Linked DNA regions of Zea mays: region 1 is linked to region 2. A link is a contact called in public Hi-C data. All regions are on one chromosome and are shown on one strand. The core of a region is the stretch at or near the end of the contact, and the rest is flanking DNA. Distances in the headings are between cores, read along the strand shown.

What was found. A called contact is a pair of places that touch in the nucleus more often than the background predicts.
Region 1: a contact with region 2 is called in a Hi-C map of endosperm, with 2.3 times the contacts expected there. The contact joins the enhancer-like site here to the promoter of LOC103626104 in region 2. A contact is called at or near these places in 4 of 25 Hi-C or Micro-C datasets (bundle sheath, endosperm and leaf).

What each region holds. Positions count from the first base shown.
Region 1 is chr5:23,690,515-23,696,580 of Zm-B73-REFERENCE-NAM-5.0, reverse strand. LOC103626106 (zinc finger CCCH domain-containing protein 44) reads left to right here. Exons shown (of 11, transcript XM_008646482.4): 8 at 362-485; 9 at 575-2,398; 10 at 2,469-2,623; 11 at 2,733-3,939. The coding sequence ends at 3,677. Among protein-coding and RNA genes, the nearest start is that of LOC103626106, 19 kb to the left of the region's middle. Within about 2 kb of position 3,635, at least 19 of the 20 cell types and tissues checked have an H3K27ac peak or open chromatin away from gene starts, as enhancers often do. A contact at or near this core is called in bundle sheath, endosperm and leaf, where this site is marked.
Region 2 is chr5:23,521,362-23,527,191 of Zm-B73-REFERENCE-NAM-5.0, reverse strand. It overlaps LOC103626104 (kinesin-like protein KIN-7K, chloroplastic), which reads right to left and starts at 2,050. Exons shown (of 25, transcript XM_023300111.2): 1 at 1,427-2,050; 2 at 1,226-1,323. The coding sequence starts at 1,767.

The DNA of each region.
Region 1 (6,066 bases), core at 2,386-4,885, 170 kb before region 2:
GAATAAGGCTTGCCTCGGTTATTTCTTTCACAGACTCCACTCATGTGAGGCGCCAGCACTAGGTCTGTATTTTTTTGGTTAGAGAATCCCTATCAAAGCAGCTTTTGACAAATATGATTAGTATTTTGTTGCATATGAAGTGACACATCTGAGAAACTGAAAGATTTATGTATGACCTTTTATTACCATTCTTTTGCGGTCGGAATCTTGATAGAGAAAATTATTTGTTTCTTGTTTATCTTCAAATTTATTTCGTAGCCTTAGGTGTCTTAAAGGCCCAACTTTGCCTACGTGATCAATAATGATAATCAATATTTATGATTCTTAACTATATCATACATTGAGAGAGTGTGTTGAAAAGTTGCAGCTTCTGAACACCCCTGAAGAAAAGGAACGCATGATTAATGAAGTTCCAGAAGTACATGTTGATTCCCGGATGGATCCAAGTTATGAATCCGCTGAAGAACCAGAGTATAAGAAAGCTGGTACTAAATTTACCTTTACTGTTATTATTCTATAATGATGTTCCGGTTATATTGAACTTCTGCGAACTTGCTTAATGATTTGTATACAGTTGATTGGACCATGCATCGGAATGGGCCAGATCTATTATTTCCAGGAAGAAAAGGGACAGAATTGAATTCTGTGGAGAATCATACACAAAAGAGTCTGGATACAAGCAGTCTACCTACAGAGGACGTGGACCATAGATCAGGTGCAGGAAGTAACATTAATTTAAACAACATGGCACCTGAGCCTGCATCACTTGGAATTTTATCAAATGACACTGAGCCAGAAAAGGTTTGGCACTACAAGGACCCTAATGGAAATGTTCAGGGCCCGTTTACTCTTTTGCAGTTATCCAAGTGGGCAAGTTTTTTCCCACGCGACCTGAGAGTATGGCTTACATTTGAGAGTGAGGAGAACTCACTACTGTTGACTGAAGTGCTCCCAAAGCAGCAGAAAGATTTTATTCAGCTTTCAACAGTTACTACCAGTGATAAATCAATGTGGGCAGGCTCTGGTCAAGATAGAGTTAACTCAAATGCAAATAACTCTTCCTCCCCTATGGGTTATAACATGGTCTATCCTTCTGCATTATCTAGCCCGTCTGCTGAGTGTTATGATCCAACAAAAGATCTAAAGCCTCTGGGTGGAACTTCGCCATCACGATCTCTGAAAGATGCTCATGCTTTGCATGAGGTTCAGAATCAGGTTAACTATTCATTCACAATTCTATCTTCAACTGGTTCATATGCACCACCCGGTTCTCATGATGGAAGGGTTTCAAGAGACAGGGTTGATGAATGGAACAGTAGTCAGGACAATGGTGGTATTTGGAGGCCAACCATGAATTCTAGTCAGAAGACTAATGCACAGCAGCATCCTGATGGTTGTACTGGGAAGGACCTAATGCAAACTGAATCTAAATGTAGTTCACATTTGGTCTCAGTTCTTACTTCACAACACTCTGAGAGAGACCCTGCCACTTCCCTTAGTACTACAAGTTGGCCGGTGTTCAGAACCAGGTGCCAGCAGGAAGGTTCTTCATGGACTTCAGCTACAAATGCTGGAGCTCATGACCTTCAGTTATCTATTGCTTTAGCAAAGCCGGAGACCTGTTCTCCAACAAATCCTGTGGAAGACAGAGATTCAAGTTCTGCTTCTGCTTTGTCTTGTCAGTCTGGGGCTCCTGTCTGCGTTCCCCAACCAGATCCAACATCTACATCTAATTCAAGGAAGATTGATGCAACCATGGATCAGCATAGAACATGCCAGCCTGACACATCAAGTGTATCATTTGATCTTCTTCATGAGCCTAAAAGTGGCTCACTCTTTTCCTTGAAAACTCAAGATCTTGAGTTTGAGTACCCTAGTCCTATCCCAAAACAGGAGGGGAAGGGGATTTCTGTGAACCAGTCAGGCTCAACATCAGTAGCACATGAGAATTTAGCTACAAAGACATGTGTCCGCGCACCTACTAGCAAAATTGATAGCTTACAACCACTTAAGGAAAGATCACATTCGACAGATAGGGACTCAATCACTCAATTAGAGCATCTGTTTGAAGAGAATGTGATAAAGAGAAATAACAAAGTGGTCAATCCTGTATCTGATGCTGAAGGGATTGCTGTATCAGATGTGTTGGAATCCTTAACAGAACAAGATTGTGAAAAATGTAGTATACATGGGGTAGCGCCTTCACAAAAAATGGTGCCAGCTTCAGCTGAGGAAGATCAACCACAATGCTCCAGTCCTATTGCATTGTCCCCTTGGGGTGAACCAAGTTACTATCAGGGTGAAGCTGTTGATTCTGCTCTATGGGGCGTCCAAGATGACCCTGGTAATGACATGTGGTCAATGCCTTCTCCAAAACCTGGTTTCCAGCCCTCATCAGGTGAAGATGACTATCTTTTTCTGTGGTTGCTTTCTTAAACAACTTTTTAGTCTAACAAAATCTTCTACAGGTCTTGGAGCTGATGGCAAAGACGCTTCATGCATCATAGAGGAGGCGAGAGCGGACCCAGGAGATGGTGCTTTTGTCAAAACATTACCAACACAAGGGGAGAAAAAGATGGAACATGGAAATTCAAGTGCCTCAGGTTCTGGAGTGTCAGAACGGGTAATGTTATTCATAACTGGTCTGCGGTTCCATCTTGATTCATCCCTTGAAGAGGAAAAAACTTAGTAACACAATGTTCTAGCTAACATATTACTTCTGACACTTTTAGGTAAAACCAAAAGGAAGCGCTGCATCAGGTCCATCTCTAGATGGGAGCACAAAAGTTATGGGTTGGCAACTGCCGGGCTCATCTCTAGAGGGCAGTGCAAAAGTTTCAGGTTGGAAACCACCAGTCTTATCACTTGAAGGGATTGCTAATGGTTCAGGTTCACAAGCATCGTGTCCTTCTACGCAAAGGGGCACAAAATCTTCAGGTTGGCAGCGATCAAGTTCATCCCCGGATGGGAGCAGAAAAGCCTCAGGTTGGCAACAGTCAAGTACATCACCAGAGGGGAGTGGAAAAGCGCATGGCTGGCAACGATCAGGATCTTTTACCCAGGGGGGTACAAAGGCTGCAGGTCGGCAACCCTCTCGTTCCTGTACAGATCGGATTGCAAAAGTTGATGGCTGGCAACGAACAAGTTCATCTCCGGAGGGAAGCAGAAAAGCTTCAGGCTGGCATTCGTCGGGTCGTGACAGCTCAAAGATCGCATCCAGTGCCAGCGAAAACCGTAAATTGTCTTCTAGTCACCAAGCGACGACACCAACAGGGAGGCACTCGTTGGCAAAGAGACAGGGAAGCAGCGACAAGGGTGCTGCTGGTTGGGACGAGGCTCTGGGGAACTCTTCGGAAGCATCGAAGAGACAACAGGGAAACAGCGACAAGAATGCAGGCTCGGGAGTGGCTCTCGGAAGCAACAGGAGCTGGCATCCATCGTCTGGTAACCCTAGTCGGGGCGGCCAGGGGAATCACCAACATGACAGGGACTCTCACAGCGGTGATTCGCGGCGGGGTAGCTCGAACTACCCCCGGAGGTCCGACAATCGTCATGACCATGGCAGTGGTGGTTCGTCACGACCCTCGTCAAGAGGGCAGTCCCAGAGGGGGCTATGTAAACACTACGAGAGTGGCCACTGCGGGAAGGGTTCGAAATGCCAGTACCTGCACCGGTGATCGCCGTGGCCGTGTGGAAGCGGGACCCCTGTTTGCCTGGCCGTCCTCACATTTTTGTATAGCAGGATGTGGTTTCGTCGTAGTCAGTATAGTAGAACGCTTATTAACCGTGTCGGCACCACTAAGTTGGTAGTAGTACATATCTTTCAGGGCAGGAGCATGACTAAAGTAGGATTTGTAAGTTTTATTAGAGCCACTGATGGCCTTGGATAAAGATTCTCCGCTTTTTGGTTCGGGAATGCACGCTTTTTGTTCAGCTAAACGGAGTTGTGGGCTTCTACAAACATGGATTTTCTCGCTAGGTCAGAGTGCTGTGCTATCGTACAGAACAGCTGCACGTCCGAGTGGTCACGGACGAGGCGCGTGCAATCGTCCGAATGCCTACAAAAGAGTGGCCACCGGCGTGTGGCAGACATGTGAACGGTTGGGCATGGTTTAGCCCACAGATAGGAGATCTAAGGTATGGCAAAACATAGCAAGGATTTTTGACTCAGTGATTGGCTCCAAATCCAGCTAGCTAGCAAGAAGACCGTAGTCAACTGTCAACGTGCCAAGCAAAGGCTGAAGGGCCCATAGAGAGTAGTAGCCTGGAGGCTGGAGGCCTGGTAACGGTTCGCAGCAAAACTTAATTTCCTTCTATGTGCTTATGGTACACAGTGATTTTGGGGTAAATTCACTAGAAAATTAAGGTACGGCGGACGCCATATATTGCTATACTCAGAGCTCCGCCCTGTCTAACCGGTTCACTATTACTACTGCTACGATGTCGACTACTATATTTTCACCAGCGACCGGTAAGTAGTTTTAGTTTTTTAATATTTTGTATAAAATATTAATTCCAGATGTCGATATGTATGGACTATATGTATATAGCAGTAGTTGACATGGTATCGCCGGCTACATCATGCGTACGCACGCACGCGCGGGTGATTCAATTCAGATAAAACTTGAATGTTTCAAACCGATCACTTTCTCACCAACCGCAAGCCAGCACCTACCACAATTCTCTGTCCCCTCTTGTCGGCCTGGCGGGCCTGTCCATATGGGTCAGTCGATAGCTAGCAACACTCGAAAGAGTCAGAATCAGCAGTCAGCGTTCGACAACACACCCATCATCAGATGTAGCGCAAAAAGCCGAAAACGTTGGTCTTCTGGAATGGTATGGAATGAGTTGATCGAGCGACAGGCTAGGGTCAGCATCGTCTGCGCCCGTTTCCAAATCATGCGTGCACTAGACCGAGTTGTGCACTGTCCGTATAGGTCCTCTCTGTTATCAATGTAAATGTGTTAAGGTATTACTGAGGCCGCCGTGTTTGATCTCGATCTCTCTCCTAAGGAAAATAAGATTACGGACCTGTTTAATTACTGCTATATTCATCTTAATCTACGTTTGCTGAAGTGAATTATGTTGAGGTGGGTATATTGATGTCTTGTTTGGGAGAGCTCACCTTCGCTAACTCCGCCCCAACTCAGCTTTATTGTCAAGTTGCTGTTTTTTTTTCAAGTGTTTGGCTCGCGCAGGCCGACTTTAGTTTCACGAATTTGGTAGCTTGGTTGAAAAAAGTCATTTTTCTCCTGATCAAAGTATATTCACCACATATTTTTGTTGCATCAATGATAACATAAGTGATTTAAAATAAAGTATACGTATATATGATAATAACAAATCAAAGTCACATGACTAAAGGCACAACATAAAACAATATTTAATTCAAAATAAAACAAAGTGATTAGAAATGAAGTACACGAACACATAATGTTCACCACACAAACAAAAGTGATTACATGTTTAAACAATCAGACCATAGTATCTGTCGTACTTATCATTATATTATAATTGAATCTCATTCCTCTGCTTCTCGCCATGTCCTTGTCCCTAGATGCATCGGCGGCTGCACGCAGGAAGCGCCCTCCCTTAGCGCTGCTAGGCGCTTGCGGCCTTAAAAAACTTGGCCGGAGAGGGAAAGACCGTATTTCCGGTATTCCATATAGGAAGAGACCGAAACGATGGTCCCGACCGAGAAAATCTCCGAACCTTGGCCCCATCACTAACGGGCCGGCATCAACTATCCACTCTGCAACTGCCCAACCGAAGGGTGGCGCACAGAACATCGTAACCCGACAGCGGATAAGACACAGCGAGGGGATTTTTTTTTAACCAAGCCTGAAAATTCGCTCCCGATAGGAATCGAACCTCGGACTTGGAGGTGCTACTCGGAAGTCCTTAACTGTTAGGCTAGAGGCCCTTTCGCGGCGCTTGCGGCCTAGCTAGGCGACATGGGGAGGCAGGCCAGGGCATGGCCACCGACGTCATGGGAGTACCCGAAATGAAAGACCGGGAGGAAAAGAAACACTTCGAAATTAGTCGATTTGGGAGCCACATCGTCGG
Region 2 (5,830 bases), core at 801-3,300:
TCTGGAATCAGGAACCCAGAATTTTGTTGTTTGGTTGTCTAATGAATTCAGAGTTAGAATTAAAGCTCAATTCCTTAGTATTGGACTATAGCTAGAAGTTGCATTGGCTGGAATTGCAATTCCAATTACATCCAAACAACAGATTTATATTGCAACTCATTTCCAATACTAAGCAAATTTGGTATTGAATATAATTCAATTCTATTATCTCCAATATCTACATCCAAACGGACCCTAAAGACTAGTGCAAATCTATGTATTCTTCCTCAGAGCAAAATTTAGATGCTTGAAAGTTGAACAACAACCATGGCACAGCAAGCCAGCAATCAGTGTCTCAAAATTTTGATAAGCTATAGGAATATGGTGTAACCATTTGGCACAGCCAAATCTCAGGGTTATGGGTTCATGTCCAGACACTCAAGTTAGCAAAGGAAGGATCTGACCAACCCTATGTTGAGCTATGTGTAACTATGCATAATGGCATCGACTGTATGCACTTCAAAAGCAACTGCTGTGACCGAATATTGTTTGGTTGTCGCACTGACCCATTTCATGCTGACTCGACATTGGTCAGGAAGTATACTCCAGAGTCCAGACTACTCACTATACGCAACATGAGTTGAAGTATGTGCACATCCAGCATGTTCCTTTGCAAGCAACAAAATGGGCAGAGTCCTAGTAGACCATGATAACAACTTGTGTGCATCCCATCTGTGAACACAACTTTCAGACATGGGTGGCACAACTTTCAAACACTTAAGAATCCAAACAAATTAAGCTGGCCGTAGCTGAACCAATACTGCCAACATGAAGTTTGCTTGATCATCCCAGACAGTCAGAATAACAATAACTCATGGGATGCTGCACAACTAACCAATCAAGAACCAACAGCAAGCACGCCTCCACAATAAGCTTGAAAGAGCATAAAATGGTGCAAACCTCATGGCAATAACTGTTTATTAACTACAGACTTCCACAGAAACAGACGCTTTCCAAAATTGCGTACTAGGACCTAAATTTTGGTTTCATCGTGAAGCCCAATCAAAGGCCATGTATACTACTTTCACCTGTGCATTAATTGTTCGAAAATCCATAATTAATTTCGGAAACCCCATATTAAAGAATGCTAAGGATGATATTCGAGTACCAAAATTATACAAACCCCCAATACCACCAGCAGCATTGCCCAATTGAACGAAGGCGGAACTGTATGAAGGCTACTCACCATAAGCATAAGCCGTTGGCGGGTTGTAATCGCACCGCACAAGCCGGTCCCCATCTGGATACCACGAGATCTCGTCGCCGCGCTGGAACTCGCGCTCGCTGCAGCCACACCAAATCCAGCTCAAAACCAGTTCTTGAACTCCCACAACCCTACTCACAGCCCCTCGCAAACAGATTCGCGCATTCCTTCCGAGATCCCCACCTGAGCGGTCGGAAGCGGATGGTGACGGAGATGCTGTCGCCGGATCGGGAGGTGTCTTCGATGACGAGCTCGTCCGCGCTCGGGAACGGCACTGGCGACGGCGGCAGTGCCGGTGCTACAGATGAGCTGCGGCGGCTCGGGGTGGTGGACCTCGTGCTGCCCCCACCCCCGCCGCCGTAGAAGCTGGAGCTGACGGAGGACGAGGACGAGCGCGGAATGAGGCGGCCGGAGCTGAAGTACGAGCTCGAGGAGGAGGAGGACGCGGTGGGCGGGCGGCGGTGCCCCGCGGAGAACGGCGAGCTACTCCGCCGCGAGGACGACGACGACGGCCGCGACGACATCGCGCACGGATCTCGCGAAGCTTCGCCGCCGCGTGTGGCGAACGCCGCGCTGTCCTGCAGCAGCAGCACGGGAGGAAGGGGAAGGTATCGGGGGGTCAGAGGCTTCACATGGCCTGCTCCAAAAGAGGCGAGCGACCACGGCGTCGCGGGATTTTAAAGCGAGACCGAGACGACAGGAGGTGGGAGGCGGCACTGTGCTAGAGCCTCTGGTCCGTCTGCTGCCGACTGCCGTAGTGCCGTAGGCGGAAATGGGGTGGGGCACTGGTGCTGCGCGGACCCGGGGACCTCAGTCAGACTGACATCTAACCCTGCTACTTTGTGGGGCCTGCACGCCAGGCAAGGCCGGTGTGGGGCTGTGGGCTCGGTAATTTGAACTGAAGGGACGAGTGAGAAGTGGGCGTGGTGGGCGGGAATTAACTGCGGCGTGTCTGGTCTCTGGTTACTGGCGGAAAATTTATTTTTTTTGTCGAAAAAACGAACATGAGTCTCGCATAGTAGCATTTTATATTTTTACCTATCAAAAATTCTACTAGTTACTAGTATACGCTTGCGAGTATAGAATAGTATCCGTACCCGTACACGTACACGCGTGAGTAATTTTACTCATAGATCCTAGAGGGATTTAAGGGTATGTTTGGTTGTAATAACAGAACGGGATAGAATAGGACAATCCCTTAAATAAGATTGTTTTGTTTAAGGTTAAGGGTTAGAATAAAACTATCACAGTGTTGTCCTCAGTTGTCCCTCAAAATTGGAGGGACGAGAGGATGTCAGGGACGTCTCTGTCCTGTATGTCCCACAACCAAACACATCCTAAGTTTCAAAACTAGCCCTAGGAAAGTATCAAATTATAATATGCATGTCACTCAAAATATCAAACAAACATATAAAAATAAGTTCAACTTCAAATTTAACAAATCATATGATTATATAACTTGATAGTTAAACAAACAATAGTCGAACAAGGATTTTCTTTTAACTAAGATGGACTTTATTAGATGGTGATAATAGTGGTATGATACAGGTATATTTTACCAACGGATAGACGAGTATGGATAGTACCCACTCGTCCCATGCATATCTACCCAACAGGTAGAGGTTCTTACCCATTAACACACCAACGGGTAAAAAATCATCACACACATGCTTTCTAATCGGGTAAAATCTGTCGGGTATTCGAGTTTGGGGTACCCATTGTCATCCCTAGTTCCAAGTTTCCAACCATAACTCGTGTCGACAACTAAGGACTTGTTTGTTTTAATCCCAATCCATATGTATTGAGTGAGATTAAGTGGGTTTTAATTATAGCAACTTAAAATTTCTTCTAATTCTTTCAAATCTCATACAATCCACATGTAATAGGAATAATCGAGCAAGACCTAACATGGCGCGGCCAACGATTTGTCGATTTGTGCTGACTCAAACAACGACAACACCCTTATAAATAGAGGGGGTTCTAGGGTTTATGCACACTCATTCATCTTCAATTCATAAGCTATCTTCTTCATTCATAGCTTTCCACTCTCTATTAATAGCTCTAATATCTGTCTTGATATGGATCTAAGGTGGAGTCCCACCTTGAATTATTTTACGAACATGCTCGACGAACAATCTTTGCATTGTCCCGAGATCCTATTGGTTCGAGGTAAGTCTTCTTTGATGGTCTTTCCCATGTCCATCATTGGCGAGAGGGCATTTCCGCTCGACCCCTTTCCCTAACCCCTCAACCACTCTTTTTGTATATGTATACTCTCCCTCCATATCTATATCTGTTGAGTTTGTGATCAAAATTCTGCATATGGAGGCCATGTTGGCGAGCGGAGCGGAGACCCGTCGCCAGGAGGCTTGGGTCACGTCGACATCGCCTTTGTTGTCGCCTAGCTCTGCACTAGGGTTGGCCTTCGCATCTCGATAGAGCTTCCCCTGGGCGCATCACCGGTGGCCTTTGAGAATTTGATACAGGGATACGACGAGGCTGCTGGTGGAATCGCGGGTGTCGTGACTACAAAGGACTTGGTGGGCTCCTTAGGGCCCTTTCACTAGGCGTCTTTTCCTCTCCTTGTGCGGGCTCTGGTCCCTCGACCCCACCAGGTGTCATGATCGGAAGTGGTCGTCAGATCTTGATGGGATCTACTTCCTTAGTCATAGCCTTAGACTCCCCCTCTTTTGTTATTTCGCTTTATGGCCTCGTGGCAAGCACCTGAGTTTGGGATTGTAATGGTGGGGGGCTCAGCTCCCCTTGATGTAGACCTGTTCAAACGTCGGGTTGGGTTGGATTTGGGTTGGGTCAAGGTCGGGTTGTAGGCCATTTAGCACGGCCTGTACCCGACCCATGCCTAGTGTTGGTTTGGGTCGGGTTGGCTCATGCCTCCCTGTTTGATGTGTCGGGTCGGGTTTTATGGGGTTGGGTCAGGTTTTTTGGCTCTGGGTGGGGTTTTAGGTCAAAATCATGGCTCGTACCCGGCCCATGAATTATTGTGGTTCAGAAATTATGGCTCATATCCGCCTGTTGCATTGGTCGGGTTAGCTCGGGCCGGGGGGTTTCAGGCGAGTCAGGTTGGTCGGGTCGGGTGACCCATGATAAAGTCTACCTTGATGTAAGAAACATCGTGACCTAGGGAGGTTAGTCAATGCTTGTGCACTCTCTTCCCCCTTTTCTATTTTACTAGGAGGAATTATTGCATGCCCCTCCTCTCAAGAGGCGGTGATGTGCGCTCGTCTGCTTCTGACCCATTGGTGCCAGACGTGTTTCCTTGTCAGACGAGTCACCTCACATCGGTCTAAGCGACAGAGATACGTAGAGTGGCATTTATTTAATCTTGTCATTCTCCCTATTCTCCTCACTTTCCTCTTGCCCCCTTCTCGTCTCGTATCCTTTGTTTAGCCTCCTCCTCACCTTTGAGTTTTTTGTCGTGTTTCCTATGGCTTGTTGGAGCCGGTCCTTGGTGGATCAGGAGCACCTTCGAGTTCTCATCGGGCGTGTACTATTCGATGGCGATAACTAGCTAGCCCCCAGCATTGAGGAAACTCTGGCCCCACCAGTCTGGTTGTCCCTCTTCACACCTTTATCACGACTCTTTTTGATTATCTGCAGGTGCAGCTCCATTACCTGAATCCAAATGGGATTCAACATACTATTGCTTTCATCGCCTTGTGCTTGTGCAAAGGATATCTAGGCGTCGAGCCCAATTTCAACTTATGGCGATACCTTTTTTGTCAAGTTGTTGTGAAAAGGGGAAGAGCAAAAAATGGCAAAGGCATGGTCGATTGGGTGTGCGAGCATCCGTCTCCACAACAGGAGGCGACGCGAGTACATCCTGGCTCCACTTTTGTTATCAAACAAGGGCTGGCATCAACAATGGTTTTACTTATAGGGTGCAGGCCACAAAACCTTATCGGGGCCATGACTTCTGAAAGGGAATTAGGCTTACACCTAGTTCCTAAGTAATTTTGGTGGTTGAATTGCCCAACACAAATAATTGGACTAACTAGTTTGCTCTAGTGTATAAGTTATACAGGTGTAAAAGGTTCACACTTAGCCAATAAAAAGATCAAGTATTGGATTCAACAAAGGAGCAAAGGGACAACCGAAGGCACCTCTGGTTTGGGGCACCGGACTGTCCGGTGTACACCGGACAGTGTCCGGTGCACCACCGGACTGTGTCCGGTGCACCAGAGGACTCCAACTCAAACTCGTCACCTTCGGGAATTTCCAGAGGCACTCCACTATAATTCACCGAACTGTCCGGTGTACACCGGACAGTGTCCGGTGCTCCAAGGAAGAGCGGCCTCAGGAACTCGCCAGCTTCGGGAAACCAGAGCGGCTGCTCCGCTATAATTCACCGGACATGTCCGGTGTACACCGGACTATCCGGTGTAACTGCGGGGCAACGGCTACTTCGCGCCAACGGTCACCTGCAACGGCATTTAATGCGCGCCAGAGCGCGCAGAAGTCAGGCACGCGCGTAGTGGCGCACCGGACACTCTACAGTACATGTCCGGTGCGCCACCGGACATCCAGGCGGGCCCAGAAGTCAGAGCTCCAACGGTCGAATCCCAACGG